Linked DNA regions of Sus scrofa: region 2 is linked to region 1. A link is a contact called in public HiChIP or PLAC-seq data. All regions are on one chromosome and are shown on one strand. Each heading gives the region's core, a stretch centred on a gene start, on an enhancer-like site or on the middle of the called end of the contact. The rest is flanking DNA. Distances are from core to core; before and after follow the strand shown.

What was found. HiChIP or PLAC-seq counts read pairs in DNA pulled down with a chosen protein or histone mark.
Region 2: an H3K27ac HiChIP or PLAC-seq map of alveolar macrophages shows a contact between it and region 1. The contact joins the promoter of ENY2 here to the promoter of LOC110260476 in region 1. A contact is called at or near these places in 3 of 5 promoter capture datasets (fetal liver, fetal skeletal muscle and liver), 18 of 47 Hi-C or Micro-C datasets (adipocytes, alveolar macrophages, embryonic fibroblasts and 11 more) and 2 of 2 datasets of contacts at active chromatin or transcription factors (alveolar macrophages and skeletal muscle).

The regions. Positions count from the first base shown.
Region 1 is chr4:27,896,379-27,902,881 of Sscrofa11.1, reverse strand. LOC110260476 reads left to right here and starts at 3,925. Exons shown (of 2, transcript XM_021090801.1): 1 at 3,925-4,081; 2 at 4,084-5,402. The coding sequence starts at 3,925. The coding sequence ends at 4,268. It overlaps SYBU (syntabulin), which reads right to left and starts at 3,618. Exons shown (of 9, transcript XM_021089009.1): 1 at 3,425-3,618; 2 at 1,367-1,571. The coding sequence starts at 3,448.
Region 2 is chr4:28,200,464-28,206,966 of Sscrofa11.1, reverse strand. It overlaps ENY2 (enhancer of yellow 2 homolog (Drosophila)), which reads left to right and starts at 3,431. Exons shown (of 5, transcript NM_001243454.1): 1 at 3,431-3,505; 2 at 4,943-5,019. The coding sequence starts at 4,952. NUDCD1 (nudC domain-containing protein 1) reads right to left here and starts at 3,251. Exons shown (of 10, transcript XM_021089013.1): 1 at 2,996-3,251. The coding sequence starts at 3,113.

The DNA of each region.
Region 1 (6,503 bases), core at 2,676-5,175:
AGGTTCCAGGAATCTTAACTGCTCCAGCTTGTCAGCTTTCCTTTTGTGTTCTTCTTGGGAAAGTGTCAGGCAAACTATTAGTGGATTTCCATTTTAAACTGGATTCAGCAATAATAAAGTTGAAAATATAATATTTTGATAGAATTTTTCAAAACCAAGCAGAGAATCTGAGGCAATGCAGAGAAAAAATTTAAAAACAGGCAGCACAGCATTTCTAATATACGACTTAGGCCCTGGACGGAATTATTTTGTGAAAGTATATAAGAAATCTGAAGCTACACTTTTAAAACCACTGCCTGAAAATGTAATCACCAATATTAAACAGAATGGAATATTGCCTCCTGCTAAATTAGGGCATTAATCATAGCACCTTGATTCATATGTCCTTTCTCATTCATGTGTTAATCTTCAAATCACATTTTCCTTAAATAAGTTCTAAAAATTATCCTCTATGACCATTCTTTATGAGTCATAAGAGTCACTCCTTTAAATTTTACCCAAATTCCCAATACTTCTCAAAGAATACAAGTCTTTCTAAGTTAGGTGCTTCAGTGAGTATAATAGGCTCTGTTGAGTGACAACAGAGGTCTTCAGGGACCAAGAAGTGATCTGTGCCTTTACCAAATATGCTCACCACTCAAGGAAATTTCCTGAATCAGGTATCAAAACTGACCTATGTTCTTTATATTAAGAACCATCATTTATTAAGTGTCTCTCTAAGTCAGGCCCTGAGTTAGGAATAAACTTAGGTACATGGTCTCTTTCAACCTCACAGATACTCTACAAGGTAGGTATTATCACCCCATTTTACGGATGTAACACCTGAGGCTTAAGGGGGTTAAGCCACTTGTCCAAGGTGGAAAGGCCAAGGATTCCGGCTCAGACCTGTAAGCTTACAAAGCCCATGCTCTTTCCCTCTGAAATACAAGGTCAGGCCCGTCCTAGAAGACCAGTCTTGGGATATAAACTTCCTTGATCTTGACCTCATTCATTAGGACTTGCTTTATCTTTGGGGATTCCCTAAATAGAAGTACATAGGCTACAAAGGTTACTAGTAAAAAATGGAAGCTAATACATTTTCTAGATTTAACCAAAGGATCCATTTTACAGTCACAGAAGTAAAAGTTAGACTTCACATAGTAAATTATAAACTAGAATAACATATAAAAACAGGTATTGAAACTCCATTAGCTTAAACTACTTGAAACTGCTGTATTTGTAGGTCAAAACAAGCAAAAAGATGCAACCTCATACCATTCATTCTAATAACAGAAGTCCAGTCCTAGACTCTAAGACAGTCTAGATTCCATTCAAAATGCACCGGCAATGTCCACACTTCATGCCTTCATTCCCATGGCTACTGTACCTGAGCAGAAGCTGTTGCTGCTAACGGTCCTCGCTGAACGCCCAGAGCTGCTGGGGTTGAACTCTCTGCTCTCTTCCTCCGAGAAGGGAGACTCAGAGGCTGGGGACACTTTGTGCTGTTGCTGAGGCAGGTGGGGCCGAAGAATCAAACGGGGAATCCGGCTTCGGGAAATCTCCTTTTCGTGATGCTGCACTCTCTGCTCCTTCTCCAAATTGGACATCAGAAAGAAAACAAAAGGATACCTGTTGCCCCCTCTGAACTCCAGTCTGCTCGTTTTGGGCTTAGCTTCTAAGAAATCACATTTCTGAATATTGAATCTTCAGAGTAGTCCTTGTTTCAGATGCTAAAATGAGGTCAAAAACTCTTCCACTGAGAGCTAATTCTCCTATTTATTAAAGCACGGATGTAACACACACACACAGACCCTCATACCCACACCCCCACACACACCCACACCCTCCCACACACACTCTTCCAGCCACTAACAGAAAGGCTATTCGTTCTCTCAGGCATTTCCTAACTCACCTTCCTGCTCTGGCTTCACTTACCGCATTCAAGTGTTCAGTTTTCCAAAGGCTCTTTATAACTCACAGAATATTCCGGCTTATTACTTGGTTTCCTCCAGACTTCCATTTTGCTTTCCCTGAATTAGCTGTGACATTTTGACTTCTGCTTTCCTGTCTCCTCACAAAGTAAACCCATATACCTGGAACAATTCTTTTCTGAGAGATCATGCAGTCTTATCTTTCAAATCCCCCCTCTTCTGGCCAGGATCTTAATTATTCATTAATATCCTGGTACACAGGCTTGTTGCCAACAGAAAAGCAAACAAAAATCCAATACCCGGTAAGATGGCTCCACCTTTCACATCATGTTTAGCTTTTGTTTTCCTTATAGGACACCCATATGAAGAGATTGTTTTTTCTCTCTCTCTCCTTTAAAACACAGTATTAAATGCAGAGGGCCATGCTTTGGCTTTTAAAAAATGTTAAAAAAGTAATATTTTGTCCATATTTTTCAATTTTTAAAGTGCATTCCCAACCATTACCTTGTTTAATTTTTACAACCCAGGCCATAGAGAGGACACTAATTTGTGTCCCTATTTATAGATGAGGAAACTGAAGATAAAAGAGCTAAAGATGCTTAGCCAAGACTGCTGCACATCATCTAGAAGCAGAACAGGCCAGAAGTCTGGTGCTTTTTGGGGTCACCACCACCCTTCCTTATTAAAATGGATTCTTAGGAGGAGCTCTTGGCAAAAAAAAAAAAAAAAAGAAAAGAAAAGAAAGAAAGAAAGAAAAAAGGAAGAAAAACCACACACACACACACACACACACACACACACACACACACACACATACCCACCCACCCACTGCTCCCTCTAACCTGTGCAAAGGAAAAAGGGCTTCTGATTAGGTAACAAACACTATTTGGAAATACGACCTCCTGCTCATTTCCACGCGGCTTACCAGGAAGGGTCGCTGCCAAAGCAAACAGCTTTGGGAGGCCCTCGCAGTGCAGAAATTGCAGGGAAAGCCCAGCCGCGGGTAACTCCTGCGGTCGCTCAGGCATCCACCCTATCCAGGGGCGCAAGCCGCACCCAGCCTCTGGATTTGTTCTGCACATCGGTCACCCAGCAGGTATCACACGTCAGCCACTCCGCTGGCACAAGGCAGACCCTGAACCAATGCTGGAGTCCTTATTTTTCAGTCACCAATACATCAAATCCTTTTTATCCACATCACACACAGATAACATCAATTGAGAGCTAGATCCGAAATCTCCAATTTCAGGGGATGGGATTAACCCACCAGAGTTAATCTTTTTAATCCTACTGTCAACCCTCCAAATCTTTTTCTCCAGTACCATCTCCCCATCTCCCAGGTCTCATCACCTGAGCAACTGCTCCCCTGCCTTCTCATCGTGCCCAGCACCTCCTTGTCCCCGTCTACCATAACTCTGTCCGCCAACCTTTTCAGCTCTCACCTGACCCGCCTCCTTCTCCCTCTGACATCGGCGGACACTGCCATCCGCACCCGCAAGACGTGCCCTCCTTACCTTGGTCTCCCGAAGAGGTCCCATCGCGCTGCAGCCCACTGGCTCCTCGCGCCGCCGCTGCCGCCGTCCAGGAGGAGGCACCTGCGGGCACCGGGGCCAGGACACTGCGCTGAGCCCGCGCGCGCTGCGGGCGGCGGCTGCTGCGGGGCTCACGCGCCGCCGCCGCTGCCGCGGTTCGCGCTTGGCTCCGAGGGCGCGCCCGGGCGCCCCGCCCCGGCCGGACACGTGGTGCCACCGCCGTTCCCCGGGCGCCGCCCACTCTCCCGGACTTCCCTTACCTGCCAGCCCCGGGGAGGCACCCCCGTGCCCAGGGTCAGCCCGACTTTGCCGCGGGCACTTCCCTCTCAGGTCCGCGCGCCCCTCCCTCTCTTCTGGGACAGACCCAAAGGGGGCCGGCGGGGGCTCGGAACATCTCCAGCCGGGAGATGCGCAACACCCCTTTTTCTGGCACCTCGTATCGGGTTTGAAGGGGGTGCACGTCGGATTGAAGAACCCATTAAAGCTGTGATATCACTGAGAACCAAAATGGAGAAAGGGAAAGTTTCTCCCTCGCGGCCCCTCCATGCCCTTTCGGTTTTAGGTCAACATACAGCTCCCCACAATTATCGCCCTAGAGAGACACTGGGCGGGTCCCCCTCTGCCCACACCCCAGCCAAGCAATGCTGCAGGACTGACACAGCATATGGGTTCTGGGATCTCCAAGGTTGCGATTCTCTGTGGCGGATTTGCATCAGATGGGCTCGGCATTGGCAGTGCAACGCCGCAGGGAAAGAATGAGGCGGGTTCCCGTGGGCTTGGGAAGCCAGGCCGCTTAGAGCGAAAGCAGCCTTTTCTCCAGCTCTGACCTGCAGCCGCCCCTGGTTCTGGAAACATTGCACTTGAACTCAGAAAACCGGTTCAAGGCAGCACTTCACTTCCTTCTAGGGGAGTGCCTTTATACCTAAAGTTCTTGACCTCTCTGGACTTCAAATTTATCCTCCTTAAATTTGAGGGGTAAAAATAATAATACCTCAAGAGTAGCTATGAGGATTAGATGAGGAAAACAAAACAAATACCCCCCCACTTCCCCCCCAAATCAGCTGTACCCAGCTGATGGAACAAAACTTTCCAAATGGCTGGAAACTCTATATGAATAACTTTGATGCCTTTTATTTCAGAATTGGAGAATATCTAAGCAGCAACGTGAACAGGGAACAGTCTGATCAATACACTCAGTGTTCTACATGGGAGGACTATGATCCTTGAAAATAGTTTGAACACCACCATCTCATTCTGTCCTCCAAAGAGCATTTTTTTCTGAGCCCTAAAATTTCAAACATAGGATTGTACAGTGTGAATCTTAGAAAGAGCCTGAAATCAGACGATGAGGTGAAATCAATTTGCCTCCTCTATATCCCTAAAGAGATTTTATTCCATACATCTTCATGTCTTTTCAATCAGATCTCTAAAATGTGTGAAGTTGGTAATCTTAAGATTCTTTATTTGGGGGAAGAGGTGATTAATTCATACTTTTATACCCACCCCTATCTCAGAGAGGGGCTTCAGGAAAGTGATGTTCCAGGATGGCCCCTGCAATCTATTAGCTCGAAAATTATGTCCCAAGGACATATACTGTAGATAGGCGGGAACTGTTAAAGTCAAACTGTTAAGCTGCTTCTGCGTTCCCTTCTGAGAACTGAGAATAAAAAAATCTGGGGACCCAACAACAGAAACCCCTGCCACTATGAAGGTTTCAAGTCAGAACCTCAAAGTCTTTCTTGACTTTTTCCGCCCTCACATGGCCCTCACAGGGCGGAAATTACAAATGAACTCCATGCTACTGTAGAAATAATGTCTTGAATCTGATTACTTCTGTCCACTGCTGGACTGCATTACCTTCATTGAGAGTCTAAACTAGAAACATCCTGGATTATTGCAATAATGGTCTTACTAAAATTGCCTTTCTTCCAGTCTTGCTTCTTATTCCTTTCTTGCCAGTTCCGTAATTTTTCCACAAGTCTTTTCTGAAATGCCATACTTCTTCATTAAAACTCATTAATGATTTCCCAGTTGTCCTCCAAGTAATATTCAAATTCCTTAAAGTGGCACAAATGCTGTTCTTGATCTGGCTTTATTTCTCCCATCTCATTTCTTGCTCTTCTAGACCCCCCATCCCTCACCACCTCTACACATCCTCTATCCACCATCCCTCTGCCACTCCCCCACCACATACAAATAGATACCCTCAAACTGCAGAACTTGTAGTTCTCAGAGGCATCATGCTCTTGTTTTCTCTAGACTGTGGCACATTCTGGTCCCTTTGTCTAGAGCATTTCTTGCACCCCACCCACCCATTCTCCTCAACTCCTAGGGATGCATACACTAAGTTTCATTTTAGAAAGTTTCTTCCAAAACCTCCTCTGACCCCCCAAGATAGGCCCATACTTCCAGGACACCTGTATTTAATTCACCCCCTGGAGAGCTGTTACAGTCTTGTATCAGAATTTCCTACTTATTTGTCTGTCTTCACCAGGGATGTAAGCAGTGCCTAGCACAGGTCCTGACACAAAGGCACACAATATATAATAATCAAATGAATGAATGCCTGAATGAGTGAATTCTAATAACACCTTAAGGGCTCCATCAGTACAGAATAAAGAGCAGAGACACAACTTCTGTTTAGAAAATGACTCAGATAAAGCTGACTCCAATATGTCTTTGTATTTGATGATGGGGTGTGTGCCTTAAAAAAATCCAACATGTGTTCAATGAAAGCGTTTACTGCAGAAGTGCAGGCAGTAAGAGGCCTTGCTGTAGCCCTGCTGTCACCATAGCAACCTGCTAAGGGAAAGGCTGATGATTTAGTGTTCAAACGCCTCTTAGCTCTATACTTTTGGAACCCAAGCCTGTTTTTATGCTGTTTTAAAAGGCAAGTTTTACAAATGCTAATATATATCCTGTGTTGAATTTCAGTCGAGTGTTTCTCACATCGTTAAGGGAAGTGTCTTATAACATTTGGATTATACCATCAAAGAGATATAATCTAATATAGCGTATTATAGTCATTTTAAATTGCTTTAAAATATTCTCATGCATCATT
Region 2 (6,503 bases), core at 2,182-4,681, 300 kb before region 1:
GGTATGAGTTAGCTAGGTGAAACATAGGAGGAAAATACATTTACTGAACGAAGAGTCTAGGGAAAAAAATGAAATGGAATTGTTGGGTCAAAGGGCATTAAAATTTTATATGAGTTTTTTTGCTTAGTTCTTTGGAATGGAAAAAGACAAAGTGACATTTACTGCTTATGCAGCAGAGGAGATTCTAAAACAATATTTAGGGCGAGAATAAAACTCACTGCTTCAATTTGAGACCAGACACCACAGCTTCATTCACACGCCCCAAATGCAAAGCATCATACAGGTGTCCGCCAACAGTTTGTTGAATTAATATGAACTCCTTGGGTTGGTTATAAAAGATATCAAACTATGAGAAGGAGCAGCTCAATCATACCTCACAATATCTCTAGAAATGAGTTTTAATTTTTTTAAAAATAAAAAAAAGAATTAAAAGAATTAACCTGTTCTTCTTCATCACCCTCAAGAAATTAAACAAAAGCCCCTCATGTTAACTATTACAAAGCTTCCAAACTGATCCCTTTGTCTCCATTCCCCTCATCTCCATAGAGCCTTGGAGCAAACTATTCAATCCCCAAATCTGTCATTTCCCTTCTATAGTTAAAATCCTAAGTGGCACTTTATCACCTCCGATTGTGCATCCCAAACAGACTCTAAGACCAACAATGGTGAAAAGAGGGGAGAAAAAGAACAACTTAGTTTCTCATGAAGTTAATGTATTTAATTTAGAGAACTTTTCATTGTGAGATTTTGCTTTTTTGGTGTTAAAATATCCTTCTGTTTATCAAAGGATGGGTGAGTGCATATTTTTTTTAAGAACCATCTCCACTTAGTAACTTAAAAAGTTGGCAAATCTATGACAGCTGAGCTTTATTTTTTATTGTAATGGTCCTTGGAAAAGTCTGGGAAACACTGACTTAAAGGATAAAGTCCAAAAGACAAAAAGTGCCCTTACCTATCTAAGTTCTCTCACTTTCCCAGAAGACTTTTTTGCTCTGGAAATATAACATTGCAATAATGCCCTGCACATGACCTAATTTCTTCCCTTTGCTCACACTTCCCCAGGAATGAAATGACCTCAAACAACTTCTCTTCTCCACTCAATCTACTAACTACTCACTATGCCAAGCACTACGGCAGTGAGTGGTTTTAAAAAACAAAACAAAAAAACACCACTGTAAGCATGGAGCTCACAGCCTAGTGGAGGAAACACATATGAAATGAATGAAGAATCAAAAATTATGATTTAAGTACTATCCTTCAGAGAACAGAATGAAGGAGCCCAAAATCAAAGGCAGGAAGCCTAGTCAGGAAGGTATTACAGCTCCGGTAAGAAAGAACAATTTGAACAAGGGAAGAGGCATAGAGAAGTTAAGATTTTGAGTTGACTGGATTTGCTGAAAAACCGAATAGGAGATAAAAGAGAAGAAATACACCAAAGGATGACTCCAGCATGAGCAACTACGTCCACCTGAACTAGCAGTCCCAATTTTTTATGCTTCCCTGGATCTATTATGCCCTTCGGTTTGAGCTTCCCATACTGACTCTAGGCTGGATTATAAGACTTGCTTTGGCCAATGAGACAACAGCGAACATACTGCAAGCAGAGCTTTACAAAGCTCTTGGGCACTGCTTCTGGTCTCTTGGGATAAGCCTGTGCCAGCCTGATGAAGGATGAGACACCACTTGGAGGAAAGCCAAGCAGAGAACATCCACAATCATCCTAAAACAGCCTAGAGAACCCCCAAATATATGAGAAGGGTGTCCATTCATGACTAAAACCACCTAGTTGACCTTATGAGCAATAACAACTGCTTATTGTTTTGAGCCACGGAGTTTTGCGGTGATTTTTTTAATGCAAAACATGGTGGTATCATTTACTTAAATGGAGTGGGAGAAAGGGAATGAAAAGAAATATCAAGATCATTCTCTGACCCTGATTAACTCCTACCTATCCTTTAAAGCTCAACTTAGATATCACCTTCTCCAGGAAGCTTCCCCAGATGTCCCAGGCTGGTCTGGGAAAGATAGTGAAACACTATCATTATGTTTTATACATATCCCTATCAATGCCTTACCATACTGTCCTATAATTATCTGCTTACACTTTTCTTCCTAAGTAGACAGCATTTTTATGTTATCGACTGTGCTATACTCATCTTGATAGTATCAGCATGTTACATAAAACAAGCTCTCAAAAGAGGTTTCTTAATATATAGTAAATGAATAGACTTGTTTGATGCTAAAAAAATCTATTAACTCTAGGTTATTTCTCCAAGTGTGATCCACTGACAATATACATCAAAATCAGCAAGACTGTGTATTAAAAATGCAATTTTGGGGTTATCACTAACAAAAATTGCCATCCATTACGTTGTAAAAGCAAGGCTGAATATTCCCGCCAGCTACAGATAAACAAAACAAGTAGCAGGAGTGTAGGTACTAACCCAACTTTTCTTCGAAATTTTCTCCAGATGTAATGTACGTGAGAGTCCTTAGTCTGATGGCCCATAAGTAAGTGAAAATGCTCCTAAGTATAATAGAGTTTCTCTTCTAAGAATTGGGTCTCGGCCAGAAAAAACAGGAGCAGAGGATCCTCCAAAGAGGCGTGGCTTCTCAACGCACCGGTTTACAGAGGATGCTCCAGGAGGAAAGCCTGTCCTGAGCTTTCCCCGCAGCAAGGGCCACACCAGGACCGACAGGCAAGCGGAACCTAGGCATCACCCGCGGACCTCGGAGCCCTGGGAAGCGAAGCCAAGGGGCGGCGCAGGGTCCCACCGGAGGAGCCAATCAAAGGCGGCTCCTTCAGGGTTCGGGGATGGGCTTTCATTTTCCACAGGCAGCCACCCGGGGTCCACCCCAGCCCAGCAGGCCACGAAGAAGGCCACGGTCCCCTGGCTAGCCACAGCCAGCAAGGAAGAAAATGCGGGAAGAGTCGGGCCAATGGCAGCCGAAGGGGGAAAAGAACAGAGTGCGAGGGGGCACCGCCTCGTCCCACCTGCGTCAAGTTCCAGCTGGTAACAGGGCAGCGGCTCGAGCGAGAGCTTGTAACCCTCGAAGCGGGGATCCAACAGAGGTCTCTTCACCCGCAGGGAGCAATTAGCGGCCACATCCATCGCCTTGCGAGGTGCTAGCGTGAGAATTAATAAAGCTCTTGTTGAAAGATCCGCGCTCCCCTCGTAGCACCGAGGCTGGCTGGCGGCGTGGTTCCCATCCCAGAAAACACTGCGGCGTAGCGTGCCTTCTGGGAAATGTAGTATCCACGAGAAAGTTGGCTCTGTTGCATGCTGGGATATGTAGTTTTCTAGGCGCTTAATGCCCGTGCGAAAGCAGGATCTGGACTCTCTTACCCAGAGGACTGAGCAACCAGGAGGCGGCCCGCGCTGGTTAAATTCTCACATTATAGGCAGGGTGGCGAGACCCCGCCCCGGAAATGCGTGTGCTAGCTTTCTGTGTGCTTAGGTGCCCGAGCTACTGAGGGTCTAGGTCCGGGCAGCCGAAGAGTGTGGTAGGTAACGGTCGTCAGCGCAAGGGTCATTTCGTCGCTGGGAAGGGACGGCCCTCGCCCGCGGTGATGGTGGTGAGCTATGCCCGTGGTCCTCAGGGCCGGGACCCGGGCCCAGCCCAGGCTCCTTTCGATGTGCTGTCTTTCGTTAGCTTCCCCGACCCGCGCTCGCGGGCCTGTAGGGCTCTCCGACAGGGCGTGCTACCGGAGTTGGCCTGAAGCCAGTCCTCGCTTTGTTTTCTGGCTCCTCCCCTCCCGCCTCTCCCGCTGTCTCCGCCCTATTCTATTTTCCCAAAGAATGTCTGAACTGGGAGGGATCCCCTAGCGCCCTTGTTTTACCAGTGAGAAAACTGAGGCCTTTAAGAACTGACTTGGCCAAGGTCACTATCCGTATTTTAGGGGCCAAGGCAAGATCAAGTTCAATATCCTAGGACTGGTACTGACTAGATCTTAGTATTACTTTGAAAATGTTGCCCTCCAACGTCAAAAGCGAACATTTCTTACTACGTTCTCAACCTCTCCTTTCTCCTGTTCCATTAAAAAAAATAATAACTGAAAACTCACTACCAGTCTGAGTTTCATATGAGCAACGAGATGGGAGACAACAAAAGTAGTCTAAAGTTAGTGACAGATGAGCGGAGTAACGTTAGCTTATTCCAAGTTGTACAACCCAATCTTCCTCTCCTTTCTACACCGTTTTGGTTGTCTGTTTTTCTGAAAATTGAGAATTTTCTAAGTTAGGAATTAGTTTGAAATTTGTTTTCTCCTTATCCCAACCGGCAAGCTTTGGTAAAGAATACACATATACTTACTGTTAGTTTGGCAGTTATAATTCTGGGTACATTATAGTGAAAAGCGAAGTAAAGCACTTAGGAGCCTTACCGGGAAATTTCGTTTTTCACCAATTGTGCTTAATCTTTTATCGATATTGGGGTATTATAGCCAAACTTTTGCATGCAGTTAAGGTGCCAAAGTGATTAGCAATCAATTATGGTCTGGGGACCTCTGGGGTCACAGTACCTGAGTTCAAGTCTTGCCTTCACTTTTTTATCCTCGTGCCTCAGTTTCCTCATCTGTAAAATACAAATTATGTTAATAGTACTTACATAAAAGAATATGATCTGGGAATTAAATGAGTTAAAAACTCAGTGCCTTAAGTCAGTGACAGGCACACAACTGTTTAGTAGATGTTACAATAACTGTTATTGTCCAAAGACTCGTTAATAAAGGGTATATGGGGAAGAAAATTCTAAAGTTCATGATTATGACTGCTTGGGATGCAGTAAATAATATTAAGAATAATGATACTGTGAACACATCAAAATTTATCACCCCTTCAGGTGACAGACACTGTTAAACATATTGAGGTGCTTACCTAGAGGATTTAGAAGAAAATGCTTTGTAAGTGTTCTGTATCTGAAAATACATGTTGATGTTCAGGTTAGCAAGATGAACAAAGATGCGCAGATGAGAGCAGCGATTAACCAAAAGTTGATAGAAACTGGAGAAAGAGAACGGTAAGTAATAGATTGTGTTAATAAATTACATTTAACATCTTTAAATTACAGTTATGTTTTAAGAATCTAAATATCAAGTAACAAAACTGATGTCAGTGGAAATAATTACAGAAAATTGAGATTATCAAAAGCTTGAATTCCTAATATCTATAAAAAGTGGTTAGATCTGTTCAATATTGCAAGTCTTGGAAGTAAAAATGTAGAAAGATGAATAATAAATGACTCTCCAAAAATGTGCAGTCTAACGGAGAAGAAAACTATGTGCCCAAATAACTACAAATGCAGATCCGATGTTACCTGGTTTTTAAGAGGGAAACAACATGATGAAACCAGTTTCAGTAACCAGCTCTCTTAACCTCAGAGAGCATATACTCTTCCTGCTCTCTGAAACATTCTTCTTTCTTCCCCCATCTTTAACTAATTCTTGCTCATCATCAGGCCTTAATTTAAATATCATCTCTTTTAGGAATCTGTTATCTCCCAAATACCTTGTTCTGTCTTAGCAATTAATCACCTTATCTTGTAATCACCTACTTTGTTTGTATTTATCCTCCAGTGTAATCTGAGTTCCTTGACAGCAGAATACTACTGTATACTGAGTATCATGCCTAGTGCATAATTGGCCCAGTAAATATTTGAAGAATGTTTGGCACTACAGTGGAGGGGCTAAGGAATCAAAAAAGGCTTCCAGGAGCAGGGTGATAAATTGTATAAAATGAGAGAAATATATATTAAGGAACAAGATGGATCTTTCAGCTCTACCTGGGGATTAAGGTGATCATTAAAGGTCTCAGAGCAGAGTAGGTATGGTACTGCAACTGGAAGAGAAGCATTAGCAGTTCCCCAACCCAGCAAAGGAGAGAGGATGGTCTAGGCAGATGGAACCAAATATGCAGTCAGAGAGATATGTTACAATATGATCATATTCTGGGGAACTGCACAATTAAAATGTGAAAGACAGTAGACAGGAGTGTGGCTTTTGTATCATCAGAAATCTTTCCATGGAAAATTATAAACTTGGAGTTCCCGTGGTGGCGCAGTGGTTAACGAATCCGACTAGGAACCATGAGGTTGCAGGTTTGATCCCTGGCCTTGCTCAGTGGGTTAAGGATCCAGCGTTGACGTGAGCTGTCATGTAGGTCGCAGATGCAGCTTGGATCCTGCGCTGCTGTGGCTCTGCCGTAGACTGGTGGCTACAGCTGTGATTCGACCCCTAGCCTGGGAACCTCCATATGCCGTGGGAGCGGCCCTAGAAAAGGCAAAAAGACCCAAAAAAAAAAACAAAAAAGAAAAGAAAAGAAAATGATAAACTGAACTCTATAAATGGCTCAATCAATGGAAGTATGTTAGCTTATGTAGGAGCTGCAGATTAAGGATCTGACATTGTCACTGAGCAGCTTGGGTTGCTGCTGTGATGCAAGTTTGATCCTGAACCAAGAACTTCCACATGGCGGCCAAAACAAACAAGATCCTGTAACTAAAAG